Regions from separate parts of the Sus scrofa genome. Here region 2 is linked to region 1. The links are chromatin contacts, called in public Hi-C maps. All regions are on one chromosome and are shown on one strand. The core of a region is the stretch at or near the end of the contact, and the rest is flanking DNA. Distances in the headings are between cores, read along the strand shown.

The links. Hi-C and Micro-C count contacts between places; a contact is called where the count stands out from the background.
Region 2: a contact with region 1 is called in a Hi-C map of omental adipose tissue, with 1.9 times the contacts expected there. The contact joins two enhancer-like sites. A contact is called at or near these places in 7 of 47 Hi-C or Micro-C datasets (alveolar macrophages, embryonic fibroblasts, fibroblasts and 3 more) and 1 of 2 datasets of contacts at active chromatin or transcription factors (skeletal muscle).

Annotation. Positions count from the first base shown.
Region 1 is chr1:145,061,975-145,064,674 of Sscrofa11.1, forward strand. All of the region lies in intron 2 of TJP1 (tight junction protein ZO-1), which reads right to left. Among named protein-coding and RNA genes, the nearest start is that of SEH1L, 12 kb to the right of the region's middle. Within about 2 kb of position 1,422, at least 1 of the 83 cell types and tissues checked has an H3K27ac peak or open chromatin away from gene starts, as enhancers often do. A contact at or near this core is called in omental adipose tissue, where this site is marked.
Region 2 is chr1:145,165,533-145,168,232 of Sscrofa11.1, forward strand. All of the region lies in intron 2 of TJP1 (tight junction protein ZO-1), which reads right to left. Among named protein-coding and RNA genes, the nearest start is that of TJP1, 29 kb to the right of the region's middle. Within about 2 kb of position 1,434, at least 4 of the 83 cell types and tissues checked have an H3K27ac peak or open chromatin away from gene starts, as enhancers often do. A contact at or near this core is called in omental adipose tissue, where this site is marked.

The DNA of each region.
Region 1 (2,700 bases), core at 172-2,671:
TTGCCCCTTTAACAATGAAGAGTTTATCCACTGAGCACTCCCAAAATGTTCAAATTATACCATAACTTTAATGCATACATATGGATGTGGTTATAGCTCCTCTAGATAAATTTTATGGGAAGAAATAAAAGCAAAATTGAGATTCTCATTTAGAATTACAATAAAGCTTAACCAAGAATCTTTCAATTGCACAGACTATTTTATTTCTCATCATTTTATGCAATCTGAATAGGAAACTGAAAAACCACAACACTTATGAGACAACTTCCTGTGGGATTTTTGGTGTCTGTGGCGCAGACTGAAAAAAAAACTATGTGTGCAAAATCTTTATAAATCTTAGAACAATTTATTTAAACCGCTGTGCCCAGACAAACAACTTTATCCATACCCACATTTTCTATAAGTATGTTTCCATTACGAAAAAAAAAAAATCTTTAGAAAAGCGTATGTGTTATTTTTAGTATGAGCTGTGAGTTTACACATGAAACACAAAGGGGAAATAAAGCTCCCGTGGCAGAAAATGAGACAATCTAGATAATTTTACAGAAGAAAATATATATACAAAATACTAGAATTAGGAGAACGTTATCAAAGTATTGTTACAACAAAATAAATAATTCCAATCTAACTCTTGTGCCATATTTTTAAAAACTGTATAAATTGCTTCAGTTTTCTTCTGCCAGTAAAGGTGTATGACACCCTTTAAATAAGGAAAAGCTTTTTTTTGTTTGTTTTTTGCTTTTTAGGGCTGCATTTGCAACATACAGAGGTTCCCAGGCTAGGGTCAAATCAGAGCTATAGCTGCCAACCTACGCCACAGCCACAGCAATGCCAGATCTGAGCTGTGTCTTCAACCTACACCACAGCTCACAGCAACACCAGACCCTTAGCCCACTGAGCAAGGCCAGGGATAGAACCTGCAATCTCATGGTTCCTAGTCAGATTTGCTTCCGCAGCACCATGACAGGAACTCCAGGAAAAGCTCTTTAAGGCTCATAAAGTTTCTAGGTTTCACAGATCAGTAACATTTCAAAAAAAAAATTTAGGGGTACAATATAGGATGACCAGATTTTAATCTTATTTTATTTTGCAAAGTAAAGACATTTAAAAACAAACATTATGGGAGTTTATGATATAAAATGTAAATTTTATATCAAAGGTTTTGCCACACACAAAAAAACTAAAAGAATGTTACTATCACCAACATAATTTCATTTTTTAAAAGGGCATGTAGGAGTTCCCATTGTGGCTCAGCAGAAACGAATCTGACTAGGATCCGTGGGGACATAGTTTCGATCCCTGGTTAAGGATCTGGCGTTGCTGTGAGCTGTGGTATTGGTCACAGATGCAGCTCAGATCCCATGTTGCTGCGGCTGTGGCGTAGGCCAGCAGCTACAGTTCTGGGAACCTCCATATGCCATGGGTATGACCCTAAAAAGACAAAGGAAAACAACAACAACAACAAAAGGATATGTAAACACTAAAAACAAGGCATTTTTTATTCAGTTCAAAATAAAGTATAGTCTTTCCTAAGAAGAGTTCCTCCTAAGGAAGAAGGGGGCCATCCTGCCTCTGCCTAGGGCTTTCTCTTTTTAGGGTCCTGAATGTCACACAACCAGGCAGAATGGAAACTCCTTAATTCCATGGGATCCATGACTTAGCTGGACTGTAGGTCAAGCCTCTGACTCATTTCTCCTTCACAGCTTCTGCATCCCATCTTCTACACTCTCCTAATGATCCCTCAAAGACCCCCTCCCCAGCCCAAGCAAATAATTCACAGAGAAAAAAAGAAACTAAGGAATGGAAACTCCTTTCCCTTCCTGCCAAATATGACACACCTACCTTAAACATATGCTTTTCTTCTCTCTTTCCCTCCCCCCTGGGCTGGGAATCCCATCTGGGGGATGCCCCCTCCCCACCCCAATCCCTTCTGTCTGGCCATCATCTTTGTCCTCGCTCAGGTATAAGAGTCTACCTCTCTGAATTCAAGCTTCCCCTAGTGTCTCCCATCTTAAAAAGAGAGGAAAAAAGAAAAACAAAAATGTAAAATCCTGACCCCACCCAGGCTACCTTCAAAGGTGTGCCAGCAGTTGGGGCATGTGCCCTGCAGTAATGTCTTGACTTTATGAATTTACTCTGGATTTATGCTTTTTAAGTCAGGGTCAAGGGACAACGGAGACACACTGGGGACCTGGAGCCTCAAATCACATTGGTTCTGTCCCCTGTGCCTCCCTGGGGAGTGCTGCCATTTCCATGACTCCTGAATCCTGGCCCTCTGTCCCTGACAGTGATCCAGTGAGATCTAAGAGCCTGGATGGCAGGCAGCACCATTTCCCACCTTGGCAGGGGAGCTTCTCTTTTGGCCCCCATTCAGGCACCAAGCCTTCCCAGCATGGAGGTTTAAGGATCTTAGGTGGCTGCGGGTTGCTACAGGCTGCAGCAGCAGGCGAGGAGCTTGACTTCCCCAGACCTTGTGCATAGCCAGGGCATCTGGGTCAGGCGGCTTGTGACAAAAGGGTTCTGGTAGGCCTAGCAGGCAAATGGGACCCCCAGAACCCCTGAGGGACTGTTCTGCCTGTGATTATTCCCAGGTCCAAGGCTGTTCCCCCATCTGTCCCTGTTTGGGGTCCTCTCTCCTCCAGACCTTTCTAAGTCTGCCTGTAATTATGTCTTCTGGCCAGCTTAAGGGACAAACTCCGG
Region 2 (2,700 bases), core at 184-2,683, 100 kb after region 1:
AATTTTAACAACAGTTAAAATCACTCTTGGAGGAAGCAACTGTAACAAGAGTGAAGTCTAAAACTGGGATAAGGACCACATTAAGATGGTGGGTTAAAGAGCCCTTAGAAAAAGAGAGGGCAAAATCAGAGTTCCCATTGTGGCTCATTGGGTTGAGAACCCAGACTAGTATCCGTGAGGATGTGGCTTCCATCCCTGGCCTCACTCAGCGGGTTAAGGATCCAGCATTGCCATGAACTATGGTGTAGGTCACAGGCACGGCTTGGATCCAGAGTTGCTGTTGCTGTTGCTGTGGCTTGTAGAGTAGGCTGGCAGCTGCAGCTACAATTCAACCCCTAACCTGGGAACTTCCATACGCCACCGGTGTGGCCTTAAAAATAAACAAAAAAGAGAGACAGAGACAGAGAAGGAGGGAGGGAGGAAGGGAGCAAAATCAGAGCAGTTAGGATACTGTGGAGAGAATCAGGATACTGATTCTGAGAATTTCAAGAAGAGGATTATTGCTCATCTGTCAAATCCTGTAAAGAAGTTAAGGAGAATGAGTGAAGAAAAGGTAACCGAAAGAGCTGTGGTGAAAATATCAGATTACCAGGAATGCAGAGAAAACAGGAGAGAAAGATGTGTGTGGACCATACAGCCCACAAATCTGGTAGGAAAGAGGAGGTAATGAATCACTGGAAGCTTCTGCAAGACTGCACAAATCTGCTGAACTCTCAGGAGAGAGACCCCATCCACTGAGAGACTGGGGATGTGGGAAGAAAGAAGGAAAGGAGGACACAAGGGCCCGAAGGCAGCAGGAGGGAGAGGATGTGTGAAAGAGGAACAGGGGAAAGGTGTGGTGTCACCAAAGAGATGTGCCCAAGCTGAGGATGGGAGGAGGAACCTCAAGCCAAGTAAACTTGGTAATTTTACCACCAAGATGGGAGACAGGACAAAATTCTACTTAAATCAGGAAGCATCCCTATTAAGCTCTATCTGAGAACATACTAAATATACAAAAAAAAAAAAAAAAAGAAAGAAAGAAAGAAAAGAAAAAAAATCCCTCATGTCTTTATTTCAAGTCACTCATGGCACAAGAACCACGATTTGAGAGAAATTTCATAAAAACTGATGCTAATGGGAATTTTTAAAACTAGCTAACCACAACACAAATGACTGAGAAGCTCTTGCTTCTTTCACAGGAGGATACTGATTTATGTTAATATTATTTGAGCGTACTGGTGAACGCTACACGTAATGAATGTTTCTGTGCTACACAGTCAACTGCATAATTGCTAGTTTCGGATACAAAATTAAAAGCAAAACAATTCAAGGTGAAATAACCCAACCCATGTTTTCCTAAACATCTGTGATTAAACCAGGAATGTGATGATTCACGGTTCTCTGTTAAGTTATACCAAGGTGGCTCCCAGTAACAGGGCTGGGCTGTCACAGGGATCTTCCCAACGCCCTCCACATCCTCTGTACCCCTCTCCTCCGCTGCCAAAAGTCAGCCCCACCCAGAATGACGCCAGGTTAAAACGCTATTGTAGACACCCCTGGGCCATAAAGCCAACAAACTGGAGAAACAAGAATGCTTACTCTTTAATGACTCCTTAAAAAAAGATCTAAAATGTATGAATAACTAAATTTAAAAAAGAACGTTTACCTTCTAAGTATATACACAACTAAAGCTTTCAAGTGAAATATTTGGAACTTCTAAAGCGTTTTCAACTTCAAATAAAACATTTATTAGAGGTAAAAGCTAATTAGCTTTATTATAAAGAGTGTGTGAAGTTCCGATGTGATTTGAGGACATAAATAAAGCCTGCAAAGATTTTCATTTGCCTGTGGATTTACAAAATGTTCAATAATTCTAATTTCTGAAATAGCTGTTATCTTCCTATAGGTTATGATAAATCAGTAAGCTCAGGTGGTCTCTGAGGTAATATCAAATCAATGCCATCAGACGGAACCTCTGAGAAGTGTCTAGAGAATGAGCTTCAGAAACAGAATACTGTGCCCACACCCTTCCACATTCCATGGATGTTTCTTCTATTTACCTACTCACACCCCCAGCAACACTACAGATCTCCTAACATCATTTAATTCTCCAATTAGTTGAAACCATTTTTCTCTTCTTTCAGAGGTTCATTATTCTCAAATTTCTCCCCCAATTTTGTTCAATTTTAAACTCTATATTAACTCTATATAAACCTCTGTATTAACCTTTAGTCACCTCCTCTGCTTTGGTTATCAGTTAAGGACTCAATTCTCTAAGCCCCTCTCTTCCAGCAATTATTGTCAGGCATTTTCTTAAAATTCTTGTCTCCAGTGAAGTGCTGTTGGCTTTGTAAGGCCTTATGGAGCAGCACTAATGTGATCAGGAAAGGACGGTCAGGAACTGCTCTTTCACCACCACCAAAAAACTTCGAAATTCCCAGCTTTACCTGTTCTGGAAGGACCTCGACCTCCACTCCATTTCAATAGTCCACTCCCAAAGACACACTTGGTCTTGGTGCCACTGTTCCCAACTTGAACCCAGTACTCAAGGCAAAGCGCCTAAATTCTGTACCAAGTCCTCAGCCTCCCCAACCCCTTCTGATTTCCCTTCCATGTATCATCAGTCTAGTCCCAGGGGCCATCATTTCCATTATCCTCTTGACTTTAATCTCAACTCTCCCCTCCCCTTGTCCATCTTGCACAGAATGGGCCACACCT